Regions from separate parts of the Sus scrofa genome. Here all the other regions are linked to region 2. Evidence: chromatin contacts called from public HiChIP or PLAC-seq data. All regions are on one chromosome and are shown on one strand. The core of a region is the stretch at or near the end of the contact, and the rest is flanking DNA. Distances in the headings are between cores, read along the strand shown. Region 1 overlaps DNAJB12 (dnaJ homolog subfamily B member 12). Region 2 overlaps ASCC1 (activating signal cointegrator 1 complex subunit 1). Region 3 has its middle 31 kb from the start of DDIT4.

The links. HiChIP or PLAC-seq counts read pairs in DNA pulled down with a chosen protein or histone mark.
Region 1: an H3K27ac HiChIP or PLAC-seq map of skeletal muscle shows a contact between it and region 2. The contact joins two enhancer-like sites. A contact is called at or near these places in 1 of 5 promoter capture datasets (liver), 23 of 47 Hi-C or Micro-C datasets (adipose tissue, alveolar macrophages, blood and 14 more) and 2 of 2 datasets of contacts at active chromatin or transcription factors (alveolar macrophages and skeletal muscle).
Region 3: a contact with region 2 is called in an H3K27ac HiChIP or PLAC-seq map of skeletal muscle. The contact joins two enhancer-like sites. A contact is called at or near these places in 1 of 47 Hi-C or Micro-C datasets (embryonic fibroblasts) and 2 of 2 datasets of contacts at active chromatin or transcription factors (alveolar macrophages and skeletal muscle).

What each region holds. Positions count from the first base shown.
Region 1 is chr14:75,167,001-75,171,454 of Sscrofa11.1, forward strand. DNAJB12 (dnaJ homolog subfamily B member 12) reads right to left here. Exons shown (of 9, transcript XM_013983329.1): 9 at 2,076-3,931. The coding sequence ends at 3,882. Among named protein-coding and RNA genes, the nearest start is that of DNAJB12, 21 kb to the right of the region's middle. Within about 2 kb of position 1,446, at least 73 of the 83 cell types and tissues checked have an H3K27ac peak or open chromatin away from gene starts, as enhancers often do. A contact at or near this core is called in adipose tissue, embryonic fibroblasts, fetal skeletal muscle and 2 more, where this site is marked.
Region 2 is chr14:74,996,220-75,001,036 of Sscrofa11.1, forward strand. The region is part of intron 9 of ASCC1 (activating signal cointegrator 1 complex subunit 1); the gene reads right to left. Among named protein-coding and RNA genes, the nearest start is that of SPOCK2, 31 kb to the left of the region's middle. Within about 2 kb of position 1,797, at least 21 of the 83 cell types and tissues checked have an H3K27ac peak or open chromatin away from gene starts, as enhancers often do. A contact at or near this core is called in adipose tissue, embryonic fibroblasts, fetal skeletal muscle and 2 more, where this site is marked.
Region 3 is chr14:75,146,561-75,151,035 of Sscrofa11.1, forward strand. No RefSeq gene overlaps it. Among named protein-coding and RNA genes, the nearest start is that of DDIT4, 31 kb to the left of the region's middle. Within about 2 kb of position 2,756, at least 18 of the 83 cell types and tissues checked have an H3K27ac peak or open chromatin away from gene starts, as enhancers often do. A contact at or near this core is called in skeletal muscle, where this site is marked.

The DNA of each region.
Region 1 (4,454 bases), core at 196-2,695, 170 kb after region 2:
AATGCGGTCACTCTGGACTTTCCCAGCTCCAGGACTTTGTCCACACTGTCCCCTGCAGCAGAGTGTCCACCCCACCTGGAGCCCTGTCCCAACTCCCTCCTCCTTCACAGGTGACCGTTTCTTTACCTCCAGCCAGAGCTGCTGGCACCTGCCATGCTCCAGGGTTTGTTTTTCTCACAGTCCTCTGCCCACCGGGGTCTGCTGATCACCGGCTCCTTCACACCCGTAGTTCCTATCGGGCAGGCCGAGTCTCAGTCGTAGTTGTGGTTTCGGTGGGGACTTCACACCCAGTCTGTGCTCAGTCAATCTTCCTTGACTGAGGATGAATAACAATACTTAAAACAGAGCTTTCTATGTACCAGGCTGGTTTTTTAAAGTGTGTATATGTGATCACTTTTACTTCTCACAGTGACCCAATGAGGTAGGTGGTTTTATTACTCACATGAAGATGAGGCCATAGAGGGAGAGGGAGGTTGAGTGACACACACAAGGCTACCCAGTCAGTACATGGATCAACCCAGGCAAGCCAGGCTGTGGGGTCTACACCCACACCCAACGGATCCACTGTGCTGCCTTTCAGAGGTGACACCAGCCCTGGGAATGTGCCCCACAAGCCAGGTGGACACCTTTGTCACCACCAGGAGGCAGGGGGTATGGCTCACAAGGGCAGCCCACACACACCCAGCTCCTCAGATTAAATCCTGTTTTCCTTAGGGCCTTTCCCACCATTCTGAACTCAGGGTTCCTGCCACTCCTCTTGGTACGAGTGGATTTGATCCCCTCAAGGACAGTGAATTCGGGTTCAGCAAATGTTTTCAAAATGATGGTTCTGCTCCACAGACCCCAAAGACATGCACAGTTTTATGGAGAGCCTTGGGCATCACGTTCCCTACCCTAGGGCTTAGTTTCCTACTCTGGCAAATGGGCTGACTCACTCAAATCACATGGTGTGACATTTGGTAAGGATTCTGAGTTCCTCAAGAGCCAACACTGTTGTCAACCGCCTATTTAGCTGAGTCTGTCTGTGTGCCTTCCCTCAAAGGCCAGGAGACTCTGCCCCAGGAGACTCTGCCCGGTGGGGAGGGCTGGGGTGTGTGCTCCTTGTCCTTGGGAGACCTGGCGGCAGCCTGGGACCAAAAGATAAGCTGACTGATCCCAGGAGCTTGGATGGACGAGAGCCTTGTTTGCCACCTGACAGTGGGTGGGGACACTTGTCAAAGGCTCTTTTTTACAGCAAACAGTTGGAAGGAGTCTCTCCCACCCCTCTGGCTCTCAGAGCCACACACGAGGGCAGGGAGTTGGGGTGGGTAAACAGGGGCGGCTGGCAACGCCCCTGCTAACTGCAGCCAACAAGTGGCAGCTCGCAGAGCGGGCCGGGCAGGCTGCGGTGACCCTGGTGGGGGCAGCCAATGAGCTCCCGGGCTGCAGTGGCACCACCGGGCAGCCTGCCTGTCTTTGGCTGGAGCAGCCGCAGGAGGGGCCTCGGGCCACCAGTCAGGGCTGCCGGGCTCTGTCTCTGGGAGGCCCGGGCAGATCTGCTGCTCCATTCACAGAAAGCCTTACCGGGGCTGCCACATTTTTAACTTTTCCAATCTTCTGGGGGAGGAGGGCGGGCTGTGGAGCCAGTGTGGGAAGGATGGCTGGGAAGGTAGTGCAACCACAGATGGAAACTTGGGAGAACTTTTCCCTCGATCTGGATCCAGGGTGGGGGAAGGGAGGTTCTGAATGTTTGCCTCACAGCAGGCCCAAGGGAATGAAGGGAGGGAGCTGGACGAGGGGGAGGCAGAGGCTGTGATCATGGCCCAGGTTGCCCACCCTGGACCGGTATCAGGAACCTCAGGGTCCTGGCCCAATTGAGCCTCTTACCCTTACCTGGAGGGGTACACTTGTGACTGAAGTGGCTGTCACCTGGGGCCGGGCCAGCGGTGGGGAGTCGGGGGGGGGGGACGGGACCCTTAGGCTTGCCACCAAAAACTCCCTGTGGTCTGGGCTGTACCGTGTCAGCAGCAACAGGTGCTTGTGCCCGCCCCCAGCTCATCCCCCTTGCCCAACACAGACCCACCAAGGCCAGCCAATCACGTAATAAACATATATTTATAGATATACAATTTCAGAATTCTAATTCAAGAAATACAGCTTCTCAGGGGATCCATTAGGATCTACGTTCTTATTGCACATGGCTCAGCCCATCTAGGGACATCTACTGAGACCAGGTGGTCGGGGTGGTGGGCGCAGAGCACCGGGGCCACTGTGGGCAGGGCGCTCTCACCCACATCCAGTTCTGAGCATCTCTCTGGACTGGGGTGGCTGCTTCGTCACAGGGCAAGACCTTGTAAAAACCATGTTTGACATTTCTTAACCAAGCTTCCTTTCCCAGCAAGAATCCTATGTTGGGGACTTTTAAAAAAAGAGCTGAGAGAAGCTCTGGGAGGGTGGTTATCCCCTCCTGGCTGGCAGCTTGGGGTAGTAAGGCTTCGGAGGATGGCAGGCTCAGTGACACACTCACCGCCAGAGGAAAATTTGGGGAAAAAAAGGTAATTCCAAAAGGCCCAGTATAAACTGTGGGAATAAATAAAACCTCCCTCCCTTCCCCCTGGCAGCAACTGCTGTTTTGAGAAAAATCCTCATTTGACGGTGAAAGTAAGAAAATGGTTCAGGTGCATCCTTTGTCCAATGTGCAAGAGAAGGCCGGGTGGCGTCATGTCCATGGAGGGTAGAGACAGAGATGTCCATGGTCATGGACTTTTTTCAGGAGTTGGCTGCTGCCCCAGCGTCCTGGGCACCACCTGATTGAATCTTGGAGAAAAAGCCATCTAAAGTCCTTGCTCCACGACTTAGGAAAAATCAGTAGCAACAATGGGGCTGTGCCCTGGGGCACCTATAAGGCCAAACTGATTTAGGAACTAAAGGGGGCTGGTGGTCAGGCAGAACCTGGTCCCCCGCCAACCCTGCTGTTCTCTGTGGCTAGGGGTCAGAGGGCTCCTGGGCACCAGGCAAAGCGCCCACCTGAGCTGGCCAGAGCTTGGCGGGGTGGGGTGTAGGGGGGTGGTCTCATCCCTACAGGCCGTTTGGGGCCTCCACTGTGACTCCATACTAACCTGGCGCCTGGCCTTAGGAGGAATTTCTCCCCCTGCAGCCTGCTCCACACCCTGCCCCCGCCCCCAGCTTAACCATAAACCTGGCAACCTTCCAAGTTTTCCACAGATTTATACTGTCATGATTGCTGCTGCCATCAAAACCAGGCTGGGGTTGAGGGGACTGTTAAAAGCTAGGACCCGACTTTCCTTATGCTGTCAGCTATGGCTAATGTCTAGCCTTTGAAGGACCAGGCTACCTTCCCCAAGCTGTTTTCTAAAACAGGGAAGAAATTAACTGAACAACTTAACCAAATCCCTGCATAGTTTAAAAAGTAGGCTATATATATATATATCTCTTTATATATGCTATTTACATATAAATAGATATATACATATACACGCATCTATAAATTACATTCTATGGAGAGTTCGCTTTCATCTTCCTCTTTCTCCTTGGCCAACACCTCTGATTGCTTCCACTGAGGTGACTGGTGGTGGCTTCAGGGAGGGGGAAGAAAGGCAGCTGGGTGCCCCTTCCCCCAGCCCTTCCCATAGACATTTGCTGCAAGTTTTACATTCTACTTTCGTTGCCATGGTTTCTGTATCCTAGGAGAGAGCCGATGTGGAGCCTGAGCCTTTGCCATCCTTGGGAGGAAGGGAAGCAGCCCCGTGGCAGGTTTTCCTGTCTGTTCTAAGAGCTTTCTGCATTTACTGGGTGAGAGAGAGGGCAGTTGTGTGGCATTCGGCCTCCAATTCCATTTTAATTTTTTTTCTTGTTATGTCTTTCCTTAAACATACAGTCCATCACCTTGGCTCAGTGCACGTCACCAAAAATTCTCCAGGGATTTCATAGTCTGGGGAGGAGAGTGGTAACAGTTAGCTTGGCAGCATGTGCCCCGGAGTCTCTAACTCAGCCCACACTAACAGCCAGCTCCTTGGCCCTGTCCTGCCCATCTCAGCCCCGCCCCCACCGCCCCCTGCAGTCTCTTTTCCTCCCAGAGGCACTAGCCAGAAAGGCCTCAAAGTAGAGTCTGTAGCTGGACCGCCCCTGAGGGAACACAGACAGAGGAGGGGGTGGGCAGGGAACCAACACAAAAAAGAACCTTCACCGGCTCTGCCCACACTCTTCTGGGCTTAGTCCAAGCTGTCCCCTTTGGCAAATGCTGGGAACAGAGCCTGCTACCCACACACAAGCGTAAAGAAGCAGGAAGCCTGCTACCAGCACCTTTCATTTTTTCCCCACCCCTTCTGTGCTGAGGGCTCTCTGCTCAGCTCTGAACTCATGACCTTCTGTTTCCTTCCTCAGACCTCAGGTGAGACACCTGGGTGGGCCGGATGCCTGTGGCTTCCAGGCTTCCAGGTGCAGTGGCATTCAAA
Region 2 (4,817 bases), core at 547-3,046:
CCACAGCTCACGGCACCACTGTATCCTTAACCCACTGAGTGAGGCCAGGGATGGAACCTGCATCCTCATGGATCTTGGTCAGACTCGTTAACTGCTGAGCCACAATGGGTACTCTTTTTTTTTTTTTTTTTTTTTTAGATAAACTTTATTCTACATTCAATTTGCTGTTATTTATACTGACATAACAATTTAATGGAACATTTAGTGATAGATTTTTCAAGGAAGGCTTTCTGAAAAAGCTGAGTTTTGGGGAAAAAAAATTCTAAGAAGAGCCAAGTGACTAAGAAGTAATTTTCAAAAACAGTATGTAATACAGTACAGAATTGAATTGGATAATAAAAACCACAATACTTTTGCTTCCTTAGAAATCATATACCTTTTTTTTTTTTTTTTATGTACCTGTAGCACATGGAAGTTCCCAGGCTAGGGGTCGAATCGGAGCTGCAGCTGCCGGCCTACACCACAGCCACAGCAACACTGGACCAAGCTGCATCTGTGACCTATACCGCAGCTTGCAGCAACGTCACATCCTTGAACATGGCCAGGGATCAAACCTGAATCCTCATGGATACTAGTTAGGTTCTTAACATGCTGAGCTACAAGAGGAACGCCAAGAAATAATATATTTTCCAAATGTTAATCTTCCTTTATAGTCATTAATATCTTTAAAAACAATTACTACCTAGTTCTCAAACTCATCTCTCTTCCTTTGAAAAAAAAAAAAGTAAATTCATCTTTTCAGTATTCTTTTAATACTGTGAAACAAAGAAATCACTGAAAACAAGCTAAGAGTGTTTAAGAACTTAATTTTGCCTTTGTTACCTTAGGACAAACAGACCAAAGAGTTCGCCAGGGAGACATATGAGGTACAGCCTGCTTTCTGACCTTGGTGCTAGTTACACTGTTCACTTTATGATTATTTGTTAAATAAAACATACATGTTTTATGCACTTTTACCGAAGAAAATAAATAGTATGTATTTTTAAACAGCTTCCTTTACAGAAACTTCTGAAAAAAGCAAAGTAAATAAAGCTCTCATTTAAATGTACTCATTCTAACTGTCCTTTTAAAGGGACAAAGATGGAACAAAAGCAAAAATGAATGAAATAGTTGAGTTACTCTCATTTACATCTTTCAAGAGAAATTTCAATGTAGCTAGACAGATTTAAAACATATTTTCAAGTAAAGTACTATTAAATATTAATATTGTTAAATATTTCCAAATGCCTCTTTTTCTAAATTTAAATATTCTTATATGTAAAATGGAAAAGGCGCAAATTCATCTCCTTTTCACTTGGTTTATGTGTTCCAGGATTTTAAGTACCTAAAGAAATTGCACTTTCACAGTGTCCTTTGATACGGGACCTATAGTACTTTCTATTCCTTTCCAAATACATTACTGTGCTTTTATTTGTACCAAATCCTCTCCTCTGGAGAGTGCAGTTAGAGCTCTAAAGTCTCCTCTCTACTTTGCAGTTAGAAGCTATGCTTTTAAACAGTTAATACTATACCCCTAGTTCAATCTGCTGAGAGCACAGTCTTGGAATACTGATTCAATCGTATAAGGCCATTTCATAAGGCCTCCCAAACAGACTGCCATTAAGACTACTTCTCTCTCCAGAAGTTGGCAGTTAATGACTTTTTCACTTCTGTCTAGTGAGGGAGCAGTTATTTCCTGGCAGTATATCTTTAGGTCAGCATGATTTCTCCATTTACAAGTTTATCACTGCGTTACAGATAAACAGATCCTATCTTTGTTCCTATCTCTTAGATAGGAAATGGAAACTTTTAGACAGGACACTGTCCTATTAATTTGGTCTAGATCTTGTTCACTCACACATCCTTCTTTCAGAGCTATCTGTCATTCTCTCATAAAAAACTACCATAACTAAATGTATTCCTTTTCTGGTTTGAAAAACACAAGGGGATTGTTCTTCAGCTGTCAGTTCTTATTTCAAAGTCCTTCTTAAGGTAAGAAAATTCTTTTTTTAACTAAGAATAACCAGATACTATAGTCTATTGTAGCTGCAACAACTCTCAAAAGAGCTGTACAAAAGAAAAATGTGGCTTCTACCTCCAAAAGTCATTGGAAATTTTTTTTTCTTATTAAGGCATCCAGAACACATAATATCACATGGAGCCAAAAGGACTAATTCTCTTCATGGAGCAGAATAGCAATTGGCTGTTACTCATTAAATTCTTACAGCAGTGAGCAATGACTTGCATTCTCGTTTTGTTTCTCTTTGAATAGCAGATGAAGTTGATTTTTTTCCAAGGCTGCTTCCCATCACCAGCATTCCTGATCCTTGACCTATGCAGCTATTAATATGCTATACACATATGCTTGGGCTCCTTAACAACCAAGGTTAACCTTTCTGTTTACTCCAAGTCAGTTCCTGTCTTGTTAGTGAAAATATGTATTTTTTTCCTTTCTAAACATAATAATTATATCTGCTACCAAAACTATATGTATAAAATCCATCGGTTTTTCTGAATCTTTTTTTTTTTTTTTTTTACAAAGGTTTCAGGGGCCATAGGTTCTCATATTCTAATTAAGAAAGACTTGTCCATCTGTGGTAATTCCAAAAGTTGGGCTGCTATACCTACTTCATAAATATAGTTATCACTTCATGTATGTTTAGGGGGCTAGTTAATGGATACCTCATTTTATCTTTATTCTCAAAGAAAAGTTAATTCCCTTGATTGAATATAAGTGAAAGATTATCTCTAATTCTATAATGATTAAAAAGTAATATATTGGAAATTCTAAAGATGCTTTGTTACAACTACCTGTGTTCAAAGGTACTTCCCCTCCATCTCATAATTTGCCTCCATCATTTTATACTGCAATGGTCTCTGTAACTCTCAAAGACAGGAAACTCCTAGAAGGTAGGGACTGTATCATGATGAGTTTTATCTGAAGGACACATGGTCTGAAAGACGGTATACAGTCCGTAAGTATTTCTGTTGGTGTTAGTATTATTATATTTAACTCAAAAGTCTAATTCTTTTTTTTTTTTTTTTTTTTGTCTTCTTTTTTAGGGCTAAACCCTCAGCATATGGACATTCTTAGGCTAGGGGTCAAATTGGAGCTGTAGCTGCCAGCCTACACCACAGCCACGGCAACGCCAGATCCTTAACTCACTGAGCAAGGCCAGAGATCGAACCTGTATCAGTCCTCGTGGATACTAATCAGATTTGTTTCTGCTGAGCCACCAAGGGAACTCCTCAAAGGCCTAATTCTTAATTAGCCAGTTTTAGACTAAATGGCACATCCATTTCTCCAACATTTATGTCTAGTCAGATATTATTACAGTTCAAACAGGCCCAATTTCAAGTATCTACTGATCTCCACCTGAACACTGAGCATCTTTATGGGAGACAGTAGAAGCAACGCTAATTTGTGACTTTTGAATCTTTTTGTTCTGATCAGACTCTGCTACTATCTAGCGGTAACCTTAGGCAAGATGCTTTAACCACACTGGATCTTGCACCCTAAGAGATTAAAATGAGGAACTGGATTAAATAGTTTCCAAGTACCTAGCTGTGCCCAGCTCAAAAACTAGGCATGAACTTGTAAGGGTTCTACTACTACAGCAAGCCTTCACCAACACTAGAGGGAGCTACATTCATGTCATCGCTGGGGTGGTTAGGAAGATTTCCAAGCCCAAGTATCTTTAAATGGAAAACTGACTTTCCAAAATAAGAGAAATCAAATATCAAGTGAGAGATCCACACTGTTCAAACAGCCACTTCTCAGGCTCCCTGCTGTTACTTCCCTCTTACAGATGTCAAAGCATCTCACACTTGCATAAACATACCTTTTGGGCTTTAATTCTAATTTTGAAGGAACCAAGCTGGCTTGAGTCACTTCAAGAGATTTCTTTCTCCATTCAGTCTAGATTCTTTCTTTCCTTTTTTTTTTTTTTTTTTTTTGTCTTTTTGCCTTTTCTAGGGCTGCACCCACAGCATATGGAGGTTCCCAGGCTAGGGGTCTAACGGAGCTGCAGCCGCCAGCCTACGCCAGAGCCACAGCAACAAGGAATCTGAACCGTGTCTGCGACCTACACCACAGCTCACGGCAACGCCGGATCTTTAACCCACTAAGCAAGGGCAGGGATCAAACCTGCAATCTCGCGGTTCCCAGTTGGATTCGTTAACCACTGAGCCTCGATGGGAACTCCTAGATTCTTTTTTAATCAAATTAACAAAACCCCCAAAAAAGCAAAAAAATTAATGCTATTATTTTTTAAAAGCCCCAGGAAATGAGCTAAAGGAAGAGAAAGATTCATTTCACAATGAAGTTGTGTCCTGGGAAAAAATCAGTGAAGTTAACTGCAATTGAATTCATTAGCAGCTTGCCACTCAAACCAAAGCTACCACAGCTACTTTGAAAACAAGAAAAATGACTCAAAGAGAGGAAAGATATCAAGGAAAAGAAGGAATCAGCATAGCTCTGCAAGGTGGGAGCTAGAATGCCTGCCTAAGTGAATGCTGTCATTGCCCTGCTGAGCTCGGCTGTCTAAGAAGCTTGCAGCTGCTTAAGAGTGATGTCATTAATTAGAGGCAATGGGGTTACATTAGGCATTTGGCAAGAAAACTGTCAAGTGACAAGATAAGTGAGTGGAGGGAAGGAAGGAAAAAGAAAAAACACTTCTAAAGCTGGAGCTTATTCTGAAGTTATTATATACATACTCTCCCTCCCAGCTCCAAAAAACACCCATGGCCTTGAAAATGCATGACCTACACCATTACAGAACAAGTAAAAGGAAGAATCAAAAATGTCTCCTTTGGAATCAACAAGTTTTTCTTTGCCC
Region 3 (4,475 bases), core at 1,506-4,005, 150 kb after region 2:
CACACCACAGCTCATTGCAACGCCAGATCCTTAACCCACCAAGCAAGGTGGGGGATCGAACCTGCAACTTCATGGATCCTAGTCGGGTTCGTTAACCACTGAGCCATGACAGGAACTCCTCCGAGGGATCCTTTTTAAAACTCCCTGATCTGAAAAGTTAGGCACAAACTGACCTAGGGTGTTGCCTCTCCAGGGGATGAATTGTATATATATATATATTTTTTTGAAAGTCAAAATGTTTATTTCTCAAAACAAAAAGGGTATTAACTTCCTTTCTTTTTTTATTTTTGTCTTTTTAGAGCCGCACCCTCAACATATGGAGGTTCCCAGGCTAGGGGTCCAATCAGAGCTATAGCAGCTGGCCTACACCACAACCACAGCAATGTGGGATCTGGGCCATGTCTGCAACCTACACCACAGCTCATGGCAACACCAGATCCTTAACCCACTGAGCAAGGCCAGGGATTGAACCCATATCCTCATGGATGCTAGTCGGGTTCGTTAACCACTGGGCCACAACAGGAACACCAGCTTCCTTTCTAATTATACAAATAATATACGCCCAGTTGTTTTAAAAAATCAAATAATATCAAAAGATAAAAAAACGAAAGTAAAATTACCCAAATTTCTACCATCTAGAAGACAGTACTGTTGACATTTTGGAGGACATCCTTCCAAAATACATTTTTTTTCCTGTTATAGTACACATAACATAAAATGTATCACTTCTACGTGCACCTGAATCATAATTTTATATGGTCTCCGGAAGGTAGAGCTAATAGTGCACTTCAGAAACCTCCACAGGACAGTGGGGAAGGTGTTTAGGGTAAGGGCCCTTCTGACTCTGTTTAAATGGAAGGAAGCACAGGGAGCTCCCTTCGTAGCTCAGTGGTTAACAAACCCAACTAGGATCCCTGAGGATGCAGGTTTGATCCCTGGCCCTGCTCAGTGGGTTAAGGATCTGACATTGTGGTGAGCTGTGGTGTAGGTCACAGACCTGGCTCAGATCCCCTGTTGCTATGGCTGTGGTGTAGGCCGGCAGCTGTACCTCTGATTCGACCCCTAGCCTGGGAACCTCCATATGTCGAGGGTAAAGCTCTAAAAAGAAAAAAAAGAAAAAAAAAAAAAAAAGAAGGAAGGGAACACGGAGGCAGCCAGCCACTGTGTGCAGTGGTAAGGTTAGTCCTGTTAAAAAATTAAAGGCAAGGAGTTCCCTGGTGGCTTAGTAGATTAAGGACATGGCATTGTCACTGCTGTGGCACAGGTTTGATCCCTGACCCTGGTGATTTCCACATGCCACAGGTGTGGCCAAAAAAAAAAAAAAATAGTTAAAGCCAAGAATAACTTCATCTGTATGTAGGAAGGAAAGCAGGTCTGTCTCTTCACAGGGCTGCAAGAGGAGAATGCAGGGGCATGGTTTTGCTGAACTTCTGCAAGAGATCAGTCTGAGACAAGGAGAGCAATGTGTCTGTGATTAACCAGCAGGAGCCTCAGCCTAAGGTGTTTCTCTCCTGCCCTGGTCTTTGAGGTGACTGGGTGCTGCGAGCTCTGGGGTACAGGAAGCACACGTTAAACAACCCTGGGGAATAACAAGCCCTTGACGGGAGGGCGGCCAGCAGAACAGGGAAGAGTATCGCCAGCCTCCTCCACCAGCTCGGCCAGGCCAAGACTTCCTTCCTCCAACCCCACAGAGGGCGGGGCGGGGGGGCACCTCTAGCTCCCAAACAAGGATTTCAGAGGGTGGTTTGGAGGCTTTCAATCAAGAAACTACAGACACTGATTTAGCAGATTCTGTGTGTTGGCTTCAGAAGATCCCTGAACTCAAGGAGCTAAAACTAATTTGGCAGGGCCACCACTCCCGCCATGCGCCATCCCCCCCCCAATCCCCCAGCTTCCAGATCAGAAGCACTGGCTCTGGTGACCTCACTTGGCTTTATCACACTTGGCTTTATTCATGCTGTTCCCCTCTGTGTGCCCCAGCGGAGCCACAAGATCCTTGAGGGCAGTTACAAAGTCTTCAAGGGTCTTCACCCACACCTGCCCCCCTCCATTTCTGCCTCATTCAGTGCCCGCACTGAGCAGATGATCAGGCGACATGCACATGGTGTGGCCTGCGTGAAGGGCCCTGGCAATGAGAGCAGCTGAGGGAGGCCGTTTTAAGGTAGTGGGGTGGGGAGTGTGGAAGGCATCCAGGAGGCGGTGAATCTAAGGTCCTGAGGCAACATGGCAGCCCAGGAATGGAGAGGGAGCCTTGGGAGGGGGCATTCTGATGGGAGCAGTGGGCTGGGGGCCCGACCCCGGGGTATCTCTCATGTGACAACTCCCAGGTTGGGGTGCCCTTGCTTGCAGGCTCACACCTATGCCTGCCAAGAGGCGAGGGTGAGATGCAGGGGCTCCTGTTACAGTCGTGACCTGGGATGGTCTCGGGGGTGCCACCTCTTCCAAGAAGCTGACTTTTGAAGACTCTGCCCGGCCACGGACATCACGATGCGTTTGCACTGGCCTCAGCTGTTGATTAAACCTCCGTCCGTGCAACTAGCACTCCAGGAAGAACACTCTCTTCCTCACAGCGTGTCCCTGCTCCTGTTTTTCACGTTTATGGGCATCAGGTGATTTGAAGAGGGATCCACACCCAGAGGAGCGCACCCAGTGAGGTCAGCTGAGAAAACAACTGCCTCCGCTCTGTTTTCCCTCGTTATTCTGGGAGCTGCAGGCTTGGGCCTCCGGTCACCCCTGGGCTTGTCCCCGCCCCCCAGTGCTTCTCTTCTGTCCCCGCTCCAGCCTCAAGCCTGCCCAAACTGTTGTTTATCAACACAGACCAGAACATTCCGCTGCCAGCAGAAACACACATGGCGATGGCACTGCCATCCCACACCCTGTCGTCAACACACTCCCACGCACTGTTTGCCGCTGTCAAAGCTGTGCTCACACACACATTCTGCGCCCCTCCCCCCCCCGCCAACACAGCTGTTCCCCACTGCTTGGAACCCAGCCCTCCACCTTGCACACATTCTCTGTGGGTTTTTCTCACGCGTGCTCACGGCGGAGGCTTACACTTGTGGTTCAGGCCAGCACACACTCTGCCCTGTGATCGGATCTGTCTGTTTCACCACCTGTGACTGTGTGACCTTAGGCAATGGACTTAACCTCTCTGGACATCAGAGGCCTCATCTGTAGAATAGGGATCACAGTTACTGTATGCGGCTTTTCCCGTGGGCTCAGGGGGCGGATGAGAGAGCAGGCATGCAGTAAGAGCTCAGTCAATGGGAGCTCTGATGGTGGGATGACGAATGTTGTGGATCCTTTCTGGAATCTGGCTGTTGGTTTTCCTTTCCCATGCCCAGCAGTTGGCCTCACCTCATGTTCACACCTTCCGGGCTGTGTGACCTGTCGGCTTCTCAGGTCCTCACTGGTGAAATGGCTTTAACAGCTGCCCGGCCAGGCCCAGAGGCCGGCTGTGAGGGGCACAGGGAGAGGTTACCATTGTGCTTGGGAAGCTCTTCAATTGGCCACAGCTGCAGGGCGTTGTAGAAGGAAAGGATTTGAATGGGGCAACAGCCAAACTAAGGCATTTTCAGCTGCTTTCCATCTTCCCTCAGCTCCTCCGTTGATCCTGAAACTGGACTCAGAGTTTCCATTTCAGCTCTGCTGGGGGCTGAAGGCTTTGCAGAGGCCACGTGGCCCCAAAGCTGTACCTGGGGCTTCGGGCCGCCCGCACCCCCACCCTCCCCCATCACCTTCCATCAGGCACAGCTGCTCGTCCCAGCAGGACCTGCCGTGCTGAACCCTCCCTCCGGCTCACGGATCTTATGTTCTCTCACTTCCCCCCAGAGGCTAAGGGTCCCTGGCCCTCTCCTCATGCTCCCTTCCATCCCTCATGCTCCCTTCCACCCTGTCATCTTCTCTAGGACACATTTTTTTTTTTTTTTTTTTTTTGTCTTTTTGCCTTTAGTAAGGGCTGCTTCTGCGGCATATGGAGGTTCCCAGGCCAGGGATCGAATCGGAGCTGTAGCCGCCAAGCCTATGCCACAGTCACAGCAACGCCAGATCAGAGCTGCGTCTTCGACTTACATCACGGCTCACAGCAACGCTGGATCCTTAACCCACTGAGCAAGGCCAGGGATCAAACCGGCAACCTCATGGTTCTTAGATTCGTTAACCACTGAGCCATGATGGGAACTCCCCCACTTTCTTTCTATTTTCTATCTCCAGGACCCTTTTTCTCTTCAAGCATCTTTCCTTCTCCTTGGACCTTTCTATTCTGGGAAACAGAGAGATGCATGCAGAGGGATAGAAGACAAATGTGACTTGAGAATGGAGGCAATTCTGGGATGAGCAGGTGGGGGTGTGTCACAGAGAAGCAGGCTCCCAGGTGAGTGGAGTCTTAAGTCAGGCCCTGAGGGTGAGCTGGACTTGTCCCCACACTGTAGCAGTACCTTTCTGCCCCTTGAAAGAAAAAGGTGGAATTGCTGGAG